Linked DNA regions of Sus scrofa: region 2 is linked to region 1. A link is a contact called in public Hi-C data. All regions are on one chromosome and are shown on one strand. The core of a region is the stretch at or near the end of the contact, and the rest is flanking DNA. Distances in the headings are between cores, read along the strand shown.

Region 1 (6,926 bases), core at 687-3,186:
GCCCTGGGTTGAGAATTTGACAGGGCTGGTGGGGGCAGTGGCCAGCCGACAGGGGGTCAGAGGTGCTCTGCTGAACCCTATCTGCACAGCTGGCCTCAGTTACCTCCACCCAGGGCCTGCCCTCCAGAGTCCCGACATACTTGGCCAGCTGGATGAGGGCAATGACGAGCCAACGTCCCACTTCACCCCACACTTTGGCGGCCCCCATCTCCATGAAGACCTCCACGCACTCCAGCACACTCAGCCATGTCAGCAGCTTCTGCTGGGACAGTGACTGCAAGAACCCCAGATCAGAAGGTCAGGGGGCTCCCCCAGTCCCATGCCCTCCCCCTACGGGACACCTCTGCCAGAAAATGTGGACTTTCCTCTTTCCAAGATTAAGCGTGTAAGCCCGAGTTCACATGGGACAGGCTACTCTATCCCTCTGAAGCCTGGTCTCTTTATCCAAAAAGGGTAAAGAGACAGTAACACCCGGACATTTCGCCTAATGAGATGGCTTGAAGTTCAGAGGGATGCAAGCATGTCTCCTGCTCGGTGAGACCATAACACATGTTGTACACATGGGCTGGTAGTTCCCATTTAGCTCCCGAGCCTCCATGCTTCCCGCCCTCAGTTCTGGCCCAATTCTCACCACAGGCAACTTTTTTCGAAGTTCCTTTCGTAGGATCCCGTCATTGAGCAGCACCAGCAGGTTAGAGGCAGAGTACACTGAGGGGTAGAGTGTGGCCTTGAGAGGCTGGATCTGCAGGCTCCACCCTTCCCCTTCACCCCAAAGCTACAGGGATCACTCGTCACCCGCTGTGCTCAGCTACTCACACACTATGTGGAAACCAAAGTGCCTCCCCACCCACTCCCTCAGAGCTCCACACTCCCCCACAGGATCTCTCCTGTGGGCAGCTGGACCAAGAGAGGATGGTTTGATCCCTGTGACAGACCAGCTACTGCCCTGCTGGAGGACACCAGTCATCTGGCTGCCCAGACTGCCAAACAGGCCTTTGCTCTCTCCACGCCTGTCCCTGAAAGTCGATTCCATCTCTACCTTTCAAAAGCCAGCTCATCCTTTCAGGACCTGCACCTCCCATACTCACAGGGTAAACACTACTGAGGCAGTTACAGTCTGTAGATTCTGGAATCTAGGAGATGTGGATTTGAATCCTGGTTCTGCGACCTTCAGTGGCTGTTCCCTAACCTCATTTAAACCCCTGTTCCCTTAACTGGACATTGAGGACCGTAACAGTACCCACCTCATGTGTGCCTGTAGGGAGGATTAATTGGGCAAAGGCAGGAAAGCCGCTTGGCTTAGCCTCCTGACCAGCCAAGGTCCCCACACATGTCTCTCAACTACTGGGGTCATGGACGGCCCAGGACAGTGGACTCTGGACCCTCGTCTGATTCAGTCACAGCAGAGGATGATTTAACGGGAAGTCTAGAACTGCGAGCCAGGGTGGTCACCCCTCCCGCCTCCGACTCACCCCACAGTCCGACTCACCCAGCTCCGACAGCTCGTGCGAATCGGCGAAACGACCTGGGGAGAAGGCACAGAAGGGATTTTCGGTGAGCGTCCGCCTCACCCTGTGGCTTCGGGTCCCCGGACATCCCCTCCCTAAGTCCTACGGGAACCTGGAAGGAACTTCTCAAGCGCGGCGAGCACTACTCTGACTCCGCAGAGAAGGGGGCCAGTGGGGTCAGAGGCCAGAGCCCCGAAGGGATGGGTCAAAGGTCAGGGTGGCACCTGCCAGCAGGTAACTGAGGCCCCGCACTGCTGTCTCCAGCTGGGCCGTGGCGGCCGGGTGACGAGTCACGTACTCCTGGTAGCGGAGGCCCAGGAGCCGCAGCTTCTCCATCCTGCCCTCGGGACCGACAGACTCACGGCCGACAGCGCGACTGGCCACTGCACCCTGCTTCCTGCGCCCTCCTTCCTGCTTCCGGCCCTAGGCCCGCCTCTCTGTTGCTTAACTTCCGCGGGCCGGAAGGATGGTGACGTAAAGGGCCATTGAACCACTCTTCACCCCTTTGCTTAAATTACCCTCCACTAGAGTAAAGCAACTGCGGGCCTAATCCCGCCCTTTCCATTTCTTCAGGTCATTGGTTAACACACTCCCCACCCCCATCGGGCTCTTCCGCCTTTCGGGTTGGCTGCCCTTGCGCCTGCGCAGTTACAGCCCCAGGAAATCTGTGGTAGTCTGAGCAGTTCGTTCCCGAGGCGGGACTTAAGAGCCTAGAGTCTTTCCAATAGAACGCCGAGCGGCTCGAACCGGAGACAGGCTTTTAAAGGGCTGGCCGGTATCGCGCCCAAAAAGGAACCTCCGTCAAACTTGGGGGTGCGCGTGGACAGTTTAAGAACAGTCAGACTGTGTGCAGGCGCGTGTTTGGCCAATTGCCTCGTCTCCTGACCCCTACCTGAGGTAGTGGTGAGGAAAGTGAGGCAGCGAGGGGTCCAGCCTCCCACGCAGTCACGATCTCCCGGCCGGCACCGTTGGTGGCCCGGCTTCGGCCCCAACTCCCGCACGGATTCTGCACGCCCCCCACCTCCCAAAGAGCGCGCACTTGCACTCCGCATCTCCAGAGAGAAAACCCTAGCCCGGGCTTCTGCTCTCGGATGGGGAGTGACCTTAATCAGGATTATCCCTTCTCTGGGCCTCGGTTTTCCCCATCTGTAAAATGGTTAGAGGGGCAGACTTGGTCCTTGAACTCAGAATCAACCTCAAAGCCCTTTTCGGCCCTCGGGTGCACCTTTCAGTCCCTTAGCCTCTCCCCAAGGGATGGGGGCTTCTCCTGGGAATCTCTTCCCAAATAAGGAAGCCTCCCTGAAAGGGGAGGCAGCGAAACAGCAGCAGCCAGAGGCAGGTGGAACCAATGTTCGGCAGAGGCAGCCGCCGATAGGCTGTGGGCAAAGGGGCGGGGCATGGATGGGGCCGCGGGTTCTGCCTTTGGGACAGGGACAGCAGACTTATAGTACACTTGAGAATAGTACTGCATCTTACCTAATTCCCTCCACCAGACACTATCTCTTTAAGAAAGGATCCGCTTAAGAACGCCCAGTCAAGACTGGAATTCTGGTCTTAGTCTGACCACAGAATCTAGACATCGTAACACACCTCACCAAGAAACCACAGCCCCTCCTTGCACTCTTTCCCCCAAGCCTCCTCCCCAGCTTCTGTATCAGGTGGGGAATTGTAGCTGCCCTCCCTACTCATGCCACATAATGAAGCCCCACGGAGATGTGTCCCAGGGCCTCCAGAGAGGGAAAGATCCTGAGGAACAGAGGCCTTGACCATGGGCATCCTCTACATCCTTTACCACCACCTCCTGAGTGCCAGGCTCACCCACACTTGACTCCTCCTAGCAGCTTGACCAGGTTGGTATGAACTTTTCATAGCTTGGAAATAAGAGGCCCAAGGAGAGGAAAGGACTTGCCTCGGGTCACTTGTCTGCATGGCGTGAGCCAAACAGACCACAGTGAGGTTCTCCTATGACAGGGCCCTCTCTCCTACTGCCCACTGCCCAGCAAGAGCAGTGATTGTTGAGGCTACTTGGTCAGGAGTCAAGTTAGCAGCTGGGATTAAGACTAGGGCTCAGGGCATTGGGTGCAGGGCTCTTCCTCCTTTTCTCCCTACATCCCATCACCTTAATGGTTTTGTTTTCATCAGTGGTCCTCCTCCCTCCGTGGCAGTGGAGAGAGAGAGGAAAGGGGACTGTGAGGTTTCTTGGCACTCCCAGGGCTGGTGCTCCTGTGCTTCTGGAGAGGAGAGAGGCCTGGAGGACAGAAGAGAGGCCCCCCCAAACAGAATATTGGATGGGCCTCCCTGGACCTCACTGTGACCTGGAGAAGGGGCTCAGGCCAGGTCCTTTAGCCCAACTTCCAGCTACGGAAAAGAATATTGGGGTTGAGGCCTGTTTCTCCTCCCTCCCTCAGGTCTGGGAGGAGATCATGGGCTCAGCCAGGTTGGCAACAGCAGGTCTGCCTAAATTTCCTCTCCAGATCACATGTCTGATTAGCTTGCAGAGACAAAGAGTGGTCGTGTGTGCAGGAGGCGCTCAGGACGCCCCGCCCTCCTGGGCCCCTGCCCGGATTTGGTTATCTGGCTGGGCTTCTTTGTAGGGCCTTTACGCAGGTTGGACCTGATCCTTCCCCCTTCACTCTGCCCTGAACCACAAGAGAAGAGAGCTAGACCAGTCTAACAGGTACGGATAAGGACAGAGGCCCAGAGAGGGGGCCTGATTAGTCCAAGGTCATACGGCAAAGTCCTGGACAGAGCTGGGCCAACTGAGTCTGAGGCCTAGACGACCAGCACCCTTCGTAGGCCCATACCCACCTTCCTTTCTTCCTCCACACCCCAGAAGAACTTCTGGGAGGCCCAGCAAGCATCTCAGCACCTCAGTGTCCACTGAGTGGTAAGCTGGAGTGAGGGGTGGGGCCAGCATGATTGACCAGTCACTGTGCAGAGCCAGCTGCAGCCCCAGCTTCCTCCACAACCCCCCTGGTCAGGCCCTCACGGGTACCCTATCTGCTCTCTCACATGTAACCCCACTGATAGATAGTCTCCGTGGCGGGGCTTGGGGAGGGATTCATCCACACCCACCCCAGCTCCAGGCTGGCGATGAGAGTCAGGCAACTGGCGGCTCAAAGCTCCAGATGCCTAGGTGGTCCCTACCTCCTCCGTCTCTCAGTTCCCAGATGTATAAGGAAGCCACATTAGTCTCCATGGTAACCATTGCCCCTGGCCTCCAAGGCCCAGAGCCAGACCTTTCTGGCAGACCCCCATTTCCCAGAGAAAGGCACCCCCATTTCGCAGAGGAGACTTGGAGGGGGTTGTCTCAGACTGGGCTTCTTTGCCACATCTCTTTGGGGGCTGGGGCCCCTCAGCCTCACTTTTCCGTAGCTGGAAGTTGGGCTAAAGGACCTGGCCTGAGCCCCTTCTCCAGGTCACAGTGAGGTTCAGGGAGGCCCATCCACATTCAGTACATATTTACCAAGAGCTAGGTATGTGCCAGGCCCTGGGGACCCAGGGAACCCAGTCCGGTGGGCAGCTATCTTCTAGGGAAGACCTAGGCTACTATAAACAAGTCACAAAGGTTCCCTTGCAAGGAGGGCTAGGAAAACAATAAACCAAGGGATGTGGGAGGAGGAGAGTCTACCTGGTGAGACTCCTACAGAATCCAGGCAGCAGGAGTCTCAAGGGCAAGTCCCAGGGCAGGAAACCCTTGCGGAAGGTTGCGCTGAAACTCTGTCTGCAGGATAGAGCCTGAGGGCCAAAGGGTGTTCTAACAGGTCACTTCAGCTCTCTAGGGAGAATAATGCCTGTCACGGGAGACTCATGTGGGGGGTAATGGCAAGGAGGCATGTGGAAATTCAGCACAGGGCCTGGCACGAGGAATATACACGCTCAGTCAACCGTGGCTGTTCTTGTTTGCCTCCAGTGCCCACCTCTGGCTCCAGGGCAGAGGCCTGGCTGGGACTGTGGCGGGTGTCAGGGGGGCAGAGGAAGAGATCCAGGCCCGGTGCCAGGCACAATCACCCAGGTCTTGTCACCAGTCGGGGATCCCCAGCTCTGCTCAGAAGGCCCTGGCAGGCGTCAGTGAGGCCCCTCAGCCAGCTCCTAGGCAGGAGGCGACCTTCACGAGGCCGCTTTGTGTCCCTAGGGCCACCTGGACTGAGTGGGGGTGGAGCAGCCTGGGAGGAAAGCTGGGACTCCAGGTGCACTGTGGCTCCGGGGTAGGTCTCGGCTGGCTCCGCCTCCCGCCCCGGAGCAGGTGTCCCCAACCTCCCGAGGTCCTTCCAGCCCCTCCCCCTTACTCAGGCTCTTCCTTTTACCCGGGCCCCGGGGTCACGGCCCCCGAAGGTGGAAGGTTAACGGGACGTGCAGGGAGGAGGGGAATGGGCTCAGAACAGGTAGTTGAGACTGGTCCTTCCTAGGTGGCTGCCCCTAAGCCCTCCAGCCATCCAGGTTTCCTCCCCTGCTGGAGGGGCCTTCGGAAGCCAGCCGGGCAGGGGCGGGGCCAGCCCTCCCCCGCCGGGGGGGGGGTCTCCCCGCCCCTTCGGACTCAGCCAAGCGGAGGTGAAACCTGAACCCAGGTTGGGGGCGGGGCCGGCTCCTGCTGAGACCCGGGCGGCCTGTGCCTTCACCGCCCCTTTCCTCGCACCCCAGCCGGCTTCTGAAAGAGTAAGGTCGGGGTCCTCAAGTCGCTGGAGCAGGTGAGGTGCCGACTCAGGGAGGGAGATAAGACCAGGTGGCCGTCGGGCCCCATCGCCCAGGCTCACCCTCCTCTCCTCTCTCCCTCCTTGGTCCACAGGGTTCGTGATGGAGCCCCCAGCCCGGGGTCGCGCCCCACCCTGAGCACTGCCCCCACCCCCCGCCGCCGCCCCAGGCGGCCATGCTGCCCCGAGGGCGCCCCCGGGCTCTGGGGGCCGCTGCACTGCTGCTGTTGCTGCTGCTACTTCTGATCGGTTTCTTTCTATTCGGCGGGGACCTGGACTGTGAGCTCAGCGCGAGTTGGGGGTGGGGGGTGGGGCGCAGCCCGGGATCCTTATTCTGCTCGCTAATGCCACGTGTACCTTCAGACGGGCGGCTGCGGCCGCTGGGGGCTGTCGCCCTCGACAGAGACCCGCCGGCGGACCACGGTGGCCACAACCGCTCCGATTGCGTCCCGCCGCGGCCGCTGCCGCCCAAGTGCGAGGTAGGTAGGTGCGCACGGCCCCTGGCGGCGGGAATCTCAGGGGTGCCGCGCCCCCGACCCAGTCACCTGGACGCCTGCGGGAATCCCAACACCTGGAGTGGGCTCTGGCGCTGACCTGCCAGCTGAGGGCGCCTCGGGTTCGCCCCTCGCCTTCTCCTGGCCTCGGTTTCCCGGTGTGTGAAATGGGGGCGTGGACTCCTCCTGCCCTCCGGAGTCCCCACTCTTACTTAGCTCTGATGCCAGGTGGG
Region 2 (6,677 bases), core at 3,462-5,961, 47 kb before region 1:
AGCTGTCTTGAAATAGCCAGCATTCTAGAATTGTCTCACCTGCCTGGCTGGGATAGGCGAGGCGAGGGAAAGGAGAGAAAAGGTCACGGTGAGGTGAGAACCATGAAAACACGGAAACATCAGGGATCATCTCAGCCCCGGCAGCACCACCCACACCGGGGTTCAGTTCCCACTGGTGGCCTGACCCCCGGTCCTGTGACCTGCTCCTCCTCGTGTAGGGTTCCCCACTGAAGGACTCGGCCCGGCTGTTTGGCAAGGAGGAGAGACAGAAGCTCTGGCCCGCCTGGATAAGCACCTGGAACGGAAGGTATGGCCCCTTTTCTGAGACGCAGAACTTCAGATGCGGACACCATGCAGTAGGGGCGATGGAGCCAGGTTCATGTCCCTTAGTGACTCTTTGCTCAAGCTGGTTAGAAAATGAAAAATCTTCCTTATGGCAGTAATGCCAGCAGTAATAGTAGCTACCATTTAGTGAGCGTGGTCACTGGGCTGAGCAGTTCCGGGTTAAGCACCTGCTTGTACTGTTTCCTTTCACCTCGCCAACAGCCCTACAGGTAGGTATTAAGCTCTAAAACGTATGCTAGATTGCTCTTCTTTCATCTGTGTGTCCCTTTTCAAGAGAATATCTGGTCAGTAAAGTCCATCAGGTTGATTATTTTGTGTTTATGTGTCCCCCACCATTTGTTGGGTCTCCATTTGCGTAGCACAGGGAATGGATGGCCCACCTCCCAGTGAAGTGGGAATTGGTAAGAGGAAAGAAAGAAGCCAAGGCCCCAGAGGTAGTCCTCACTGTGTCGAATGCCTCCACTGCCCCAGGGCTGGAGGAGCAGAGAACAGTCAGCTCCTACTTCCTGCCCCCTGCAGCTAGTTTATAGGCTGGGTCCCTAAAATTACAACTTGTTCTAGTCCCACTCAGGTGGCTGGGTGTTTGGCCCAGCAGCCAGGTGATAACAATGGAAGGAGACCAGGACAGCCTGCTTAGGAAGACTGCTTCCTCTCCCTGGAGGTGCCTCGGCAGCAGTGAAGGCACACCATGGGCCTTGCTGTCCCCATCTGCACGGTACCATCGAACAGGGCCGAAAGCAAGCCTCAGTGATTTGGAAGGATGAGAACTGATGTCCAAGGGCCATGAGGGAACCAGCTGTCTTTGTCCACATCAGCTTTAGCCAGATAGCCCTGCAGTCGGTTTGGATACAGAGGCTGAGCCAAGGGGGCAGAAGGGTGGAGATGACAAATGGGATGACAGGAGTAGAATGAGACTTAACAGCATAGAGCTGGAGTTCCCATTGTGGTGCAGCAGAAACAAAGCCGACTGTATCCATGAGGACGCAGATTCAATCCCTGGCCTCGAACAGTGGGTTAAGGATCCGGCATTGCCATGAGCTGTGGTATAGGTTGCAGATGTGGCTCGGATCTGGCGTGGCTTTGGCTGTGGCGCAGGCCAGCAGCTGCCACTCCAATTCGACCCCTAGCCTGGGAACCTCCATGTGCTGCAGGGAGTGGCCCTAAAAGGAAAAAAAAAAAAGTATGGCGCTAACCTGTGACCTGGGGATTATTATACCCTTAAAAGCATTTCATAGAGGAATGCCCCTAGATCACCAAGTCAGAGACTGCTTTTCCACACACCCCTGGAAGGCCTCTCCTGTCAGGGCCTTTCAGACTCCGTGGGGGCCCAAGGGAATACGGTATCTCCACATCTGGGAGAACAGAAGGTACCTGATGGGCAGGAGTGTAACCTGATTTCAGCAGGTTTAACTTCTTCAGTTCTCCAGATCTGAGGTGAGCATGGAGTCTTTTACCGGGATGGTCTACCTACGAAAAAGACTGCCCAACAAGACAGGCCTGGAGTCTGTCCTCAGAATCGTAGCCTATGGGAGATGATAGACATGAAACCAGGCATTGCAGTATGCAGAGGGTTAGGAAGGAGCAGGAAGGAGTGGTCCAGAGGGTTATGGGAGCAAAAGAGCAAGAGGATTCTGTGAGTCAGTTCTTGTTTGCAAGTTGGCTTTTGGAAAAGGAAGTCTTTTTACTTGCATAACCAAGAGTCCAAGATGTAGCCTTCAGGAACAGCTAGATGCTGGTGTCCAAACCGTGCTGCTTGCAATACGTTGTCATCTCAGCTCTGCCTTCCTCGGTGTTCGCTCATGCTCAGGCAGGCTTTCCCTGAGCACTGGCGAGGCTCACCAGCAGCTTATTTCCAGTGTGCTTAATGCCACCAGACAAAGTTGTGTGCCTTTTTTCCAAAAGCTTCAGAAAAAGTCCCAAGGAGTTTTCATTGGTCTGGCTTGGGTCATGTGACTGTCCCAGACTCAGTCACCGTGGCCAGGGAAAGGGGATCCTTTGGCCAGACTTGCATCTGGGAGTGAAATCACTCTCAGAGTCAGAGGTGGGCTTAGCTCCACTTTACGCATTTGAGCTGAGATTAGGGAAGAGCTGGGTCACCATAAGAAAATAAGATGGAACTAGAGACTCTCATACTGAGTGAAGTAAGTCAGAAAGAGAAAGACAAATACCATATGATATCGCTTATATCCAGAATCTAATATAGGGCACAAATGAACCTTTCCACAGAAAAGGAAATCATGGACTTGGAGAATAGACTTGTGGTTGCCGAGGGGGAGAGGGAGGGAGTAGGGTGAATTGGGAGCTTGGGGTTAATGGATGCAGACTATTGCCTTTGGAATGGATTAGCACTGAGATCTGCTGTGTAGCACTGGGAACAATGTCTAATCACTTATGATGGAGCAGGATAATGTGAGAAAATAGAATGTGTACATGTATGTATGACTGGGCCACCATGCTGTACAGTAGGAAAAAAAAATTGTATTGGGGGAATAATTTAAAAAATAAATTTAAAAAAAAGAAAAAAAAAGAAAAGAAGATGCTGTTGCCAAAAGCGGGGAGGCAAACGCCATGGTCTTTACCACTGGGTTGCCCAGCAGTAGAAGGGGCAGGCGTCCCTCTATAACAGTGGCCCAGTTATTAAAGGACATGAAAAAGGAATGATGGAGTCTTGCAGCCTCCAGAGATGATCCATGGTGCATTAATGACCACTGACACCGTGGAGAGCCACAGTCAGGCCTCTTCCCATTATAGTCTTGCCAGACTGTCCAAGCCAGTCCCTGGCACCAGCCACCAACATGCAGGACAGAGGGATGCGCCGAACTGCACCATCAGGACACGGTCAAGGAAAGGCGGACTGTAGAGATTAGTACGAGTTACATGGCTTGGGTTTTTCCACAGAAGATCGAAAAGGCAAAGAAAGAAATGACAGGAAGTGCATAGAGTAAAAGAAACTCGAAGTTCCCATTGTGGCTCAGCAGGATAAGAACCTGACACTAGTGTCTGTGAGGATGCAGGTTCAAACCCTGGCCTTGCTCAGCACGTTCAGGATCCGGTGGTGTTGTGGCTGTGGTGTAAACGTCAGATGCAGCTCTGATTGGACCCCGACCCGGGAACTTCCATATGCACAGGTGTGGCTGTAAAAAGGAAAAAAAAAAAACAACTAACACATCAAGGCCTTTCAAATGGCCAAGACTAAACTGTAATGCGTAGGGTTGCACATTTAGATGAAAAAAAGAAAAATACACTTAAAAATGCAAGGAATCACTCAAAAGATAAAGCGCTTGCTTCCAAATGTGCTTTGCAAAAACGGAAAAACATAAATATTTTTAAATGCAGGCAAGTGGTTATTATAAAAGTTGGGAAAGTGGTCACTTAAGGGGCAGGGACAGGACCCTGACTGGGACGAGCACGTGGATGGGCTTCTGGGGTGGCCGGCAGAGCACTGATTCTTGAACGTTGGTAGTGGTTGCACAGGTGTTTGCCTTAGAATAATTCATTAAGGGAGTTCCTGTCATGGCTCAGTGGTTAACGAATCCAACTAGGAACCATGAGGTGGTGAGTTCAATTCCTAACCACACTCGGTGAGTTAAGGATCCGGCGTTGCCGTGAATTGTAGTGTAGGTCGCAGACGCAGCTGGGATCCTGAGTTGCTGTGGCTCTGGCGTGGGCCAGCAGCTATAGCTTTGATTGGACTCCTAGCCTGGGAACCTCCGTATGCCACGGGTGCAGCCCTAGAAGAGACCAAAAAAAAAAAAAAAAGAATCGTTCATTAAGCCACAGAGCTGTGTGATTTGTGTATCTGTGCTTCTTTTAAAAATAGAAAGATTTTCTTTCATTGAGTAACTTAAAAAAATAAAAAAATTTCAAAGAGAGGTGGGCAAGGATGTGAGCAAGGAAATAGGCCTCATGTCTGTTGCAGGCACTTCACCAGTACCCTAGGGGTCACCTGCCAGGAGGCAGTCTTTATGTTGAGAGTTGAAGGAAGAATCAGAATTAACTGAGGAAAGGAAGACAGCATTGTATTGGGGCAGCCGAATGTGCAAAGGCTCGTGAGAGCATGGTGCCTAAAGAAGAGCAACAGGGGAGGAAGCCAGGCCAACGGGCCACACAGTCCGGGCTGCTTGCAAGCCGTATTTAGGATTTGGACTTGAGCCTAAGAACAACAGGAAGCTCAGTGCATGCATCGTCCTCCGGGACAAGCATTTTAAAGCATCCCTCTGCTCCCAGTGTGGAGAATGGGCTAGAGGGGACGAAAATTAATGCAGGGAGGCTGCCAGTTGTCCAGTATAGACACAGTCCTCGCCAGAACCAGGTTGGTGGCAATAGGGAGTGGAAAGAAAAGGCAGACTGATGAAACACTTGGACAGTAGGATTGACAGGACCTGGTGAGGGGGGAGTCAAAGGTGATGGCCAGGCTTTTGGCTTAGACAACGAGGTGGATGACAGTGCATTTTCTGAGATGGGGAATGCCAACAGAAGGGTGATTTAAGGAGAGGAGCCTGTTGGAGTTCCCGCTGTGGCCCAGCTGGTTAAGAACCTGACGTAACATCCATGAGAATACTTAATCCCTAGGAGGGGGAAATTCCGTTCTCATTTACTAGATAAGCAGCTGAGGGACTAAGTACCTCAAATTAAATAGCAGATTCAGGACAAGAATTTGGGCCTTGTTGTTTGGCTGGTGGCGGTGGTTCCATGAAAAATCCTGTGAAGGAGCGGGATGAGCACGGGGCTCACATCCTGGCTCGCTGGCTTTCTGGTCTGCGGCCTTAGGCAAGTTCCTTAAGTACCTTGTGCCTCAGGTTTTCCCTCTGAAACATCAGGATCTACCCTTTCCTTGCCTTCTCTTTCTGCTGCAGGCCTGGGTTGCCAACTATGAGAGGCCCCGGATGAATGCCAACTCCCTGCTGGCCAGCCCCACTGGCCTCAGCCCCTACCTGCGCTTCGGCTGCCTCTCCTGCCGCCTCTTCTACTACCGCCTGTGGGACCTGTACAAAAAGGTGAGGGGCGGGGAGGGCGGCACACCCCGCCCCGGTTACAGCCAAGCGGACTGGGGCTTCCGGGCCGGTCAGTCACCCCACAGAGAGGCCTTCCCTCTGGCTTCAGTGTGTGTACTTACTCTCCAGAGAAGGTGAGGAAGAGGCCACATCCAAGAGGTGGCAGAGCCAGGCATGACCCACTGCCAATCTAAACAAAATCCAGGTTCTCACGTGGAGAACAGGCAGAACAGCCGACCTCAGGTGACCCCAGAGGTGGCAGTTCTACCAGTGGACGGGGACCGGGTGCTCAGAATGGCAGGCAGGGGGAGGCTAGAGCCAGTCCTAAGGGGAGGAGCACGGCAGCCCTCTAAGGGGCTGTGTCCAGAGCACTGAGGGGGTGCCTAGGAGCAGCAGTTGCCCATCGGTGATGAGGAAATGACCGGGAGGCCTGAGTGCAGGGCGAGCTATGGACAGCAGGCAGAGAGCCCTCTGCTGCCGCCCCCACCCCGAGGCAGGGAGAGGGCAGCACATCTAGCTCTTCGGATTCATCTATCGTCCTTGCCTCTGTGTAGTTTCCTAATCCTTCACAATATCCAGCTTTCGTGGCATGGGCTGCCTTTGCCAGTTTGGTGGATTATCTTGTAATTTTAGGAAAATTAGTATTCTCTTGAAGATCTGATGTCTTAAGTCCCTCATGGCCTCAACTCCAGGCTGTTGGGCATAACTTATTTAACCAAAATCTAGACCGAACATTTTTTATGTCTGCTGATGGCAAATTCCCTTTGACGTTTTAGAAGGTGGAACCAAACAGGGACCCTTCAAGGACGAGGATCGTGACCAGTTTGGGGAGGTTGGGTCCCAGGGCAGAGTCCTGCAGCACTGTCCCTTTCCACTGCCTGACTCTCGGCAGCCCTTCCCCTTGCTCAGAGCACAGCCAGGGCCCGGGGCTTCTGTCTGAGCGCAGACTGTGCTGCTTCTCCTGGGGCCTGGCCCCTCCATGCATCTAGGGCTTCGGAGCCGCCAAGTTCATAGCAGCTCCACCTTCCTTTGTGGGAGCTCCCTGAGTGGCCGGGCACTGAGAGCTGGGCCAGGCTGATCCACGTGCTGTCCCCACCCCCAGGTGAAGCGGAACAGCACCCCCCCGCTCTCCCTGTTTGGGCAACTCCTGTGGCGAGAGTTCTTCTACACGGCAGCCACCAACAACCCCAGGTTTGACCGCATGGAGGGGAACCCCATCTGCATCCAGATCCCCTGGGATCGCAACCCCGAGGCGCTGGCCAAGTGGGCCGAGGGCAAGACAGGCTTCCCTTGGATTGACGCCATCATGACCCAGCTGAGGCAGGAGGGCTGGATCCA

Evidence for each region. Hi-C and Micro-C count contacts between places; a contact is called where the count stands out from the background.
Region 2: a contact with region 1 is called in a Hi-C map of liver, with 1.7 times the contacts expected there. The contact joins the enhancer-like site here to the promoter of PEX16 in region 1. A contact is called at or near these places in 2 of 5 promoter capture datasets (fetal skeletal muscle and liver), 6 of 47 Hi-C or Micro-C datasets (embryonic fibroblasts, heart right ventricle, liver and 1 more) and 2 of 2 datasets of contacts at active chromatin or transcription factors (alveolar macrophages and skeletal muscle).

What each region holds. Positions count from the first base shown.
Region 1 is chr2:16,550,055-16,556,980 of Sscrofa11.1, reverse strand. It overlaps PEX16 (peroxisomal biogenesis factor 16), which reads right to left and starts at 1,936. Exons shown (of 12, transcript XM_003122832.4): 1 at 1,733-1,936; 2 at 1,490-1,525; 3 at 632-708; 4 at 141-274; 5 at 1-3. The coding sequence starts at 1,844. It overlaps LARGE2 (LARGE xylosyl- and glucuronyltransferase 2), which reads left to right and starts at 6,059. Exons shown (of 15, transcript XM_021083118.1): 1 at 6,059-6,196; 2 at 6,295-6,478; 3 at 6,563-6,678. The coding sequence starts at 6,376.
Region 2 is chr2:16,599,800-16,606,476 of Sscrofa11.1, reverse strand. It overlaps CRY2 (cryptochrome-2), which reads left to right. Exons shown (of 12, transcript XM_021083144.1): 5 at 219-307; 6 at 5,202-5,342; 7 at 6,442-6,677. Among named protein-coding and RNA genes, the nearest start is that of CRY2, 17 kb to the left of the region's middle. Within about 2 kb of position 4,711, at least 2 of the 83 cell types and tissues checked have an H3K27ac peak or open chromatin away from gene starts, as enhancers often do. A contact at or near this core is called in liver, where this site is marked.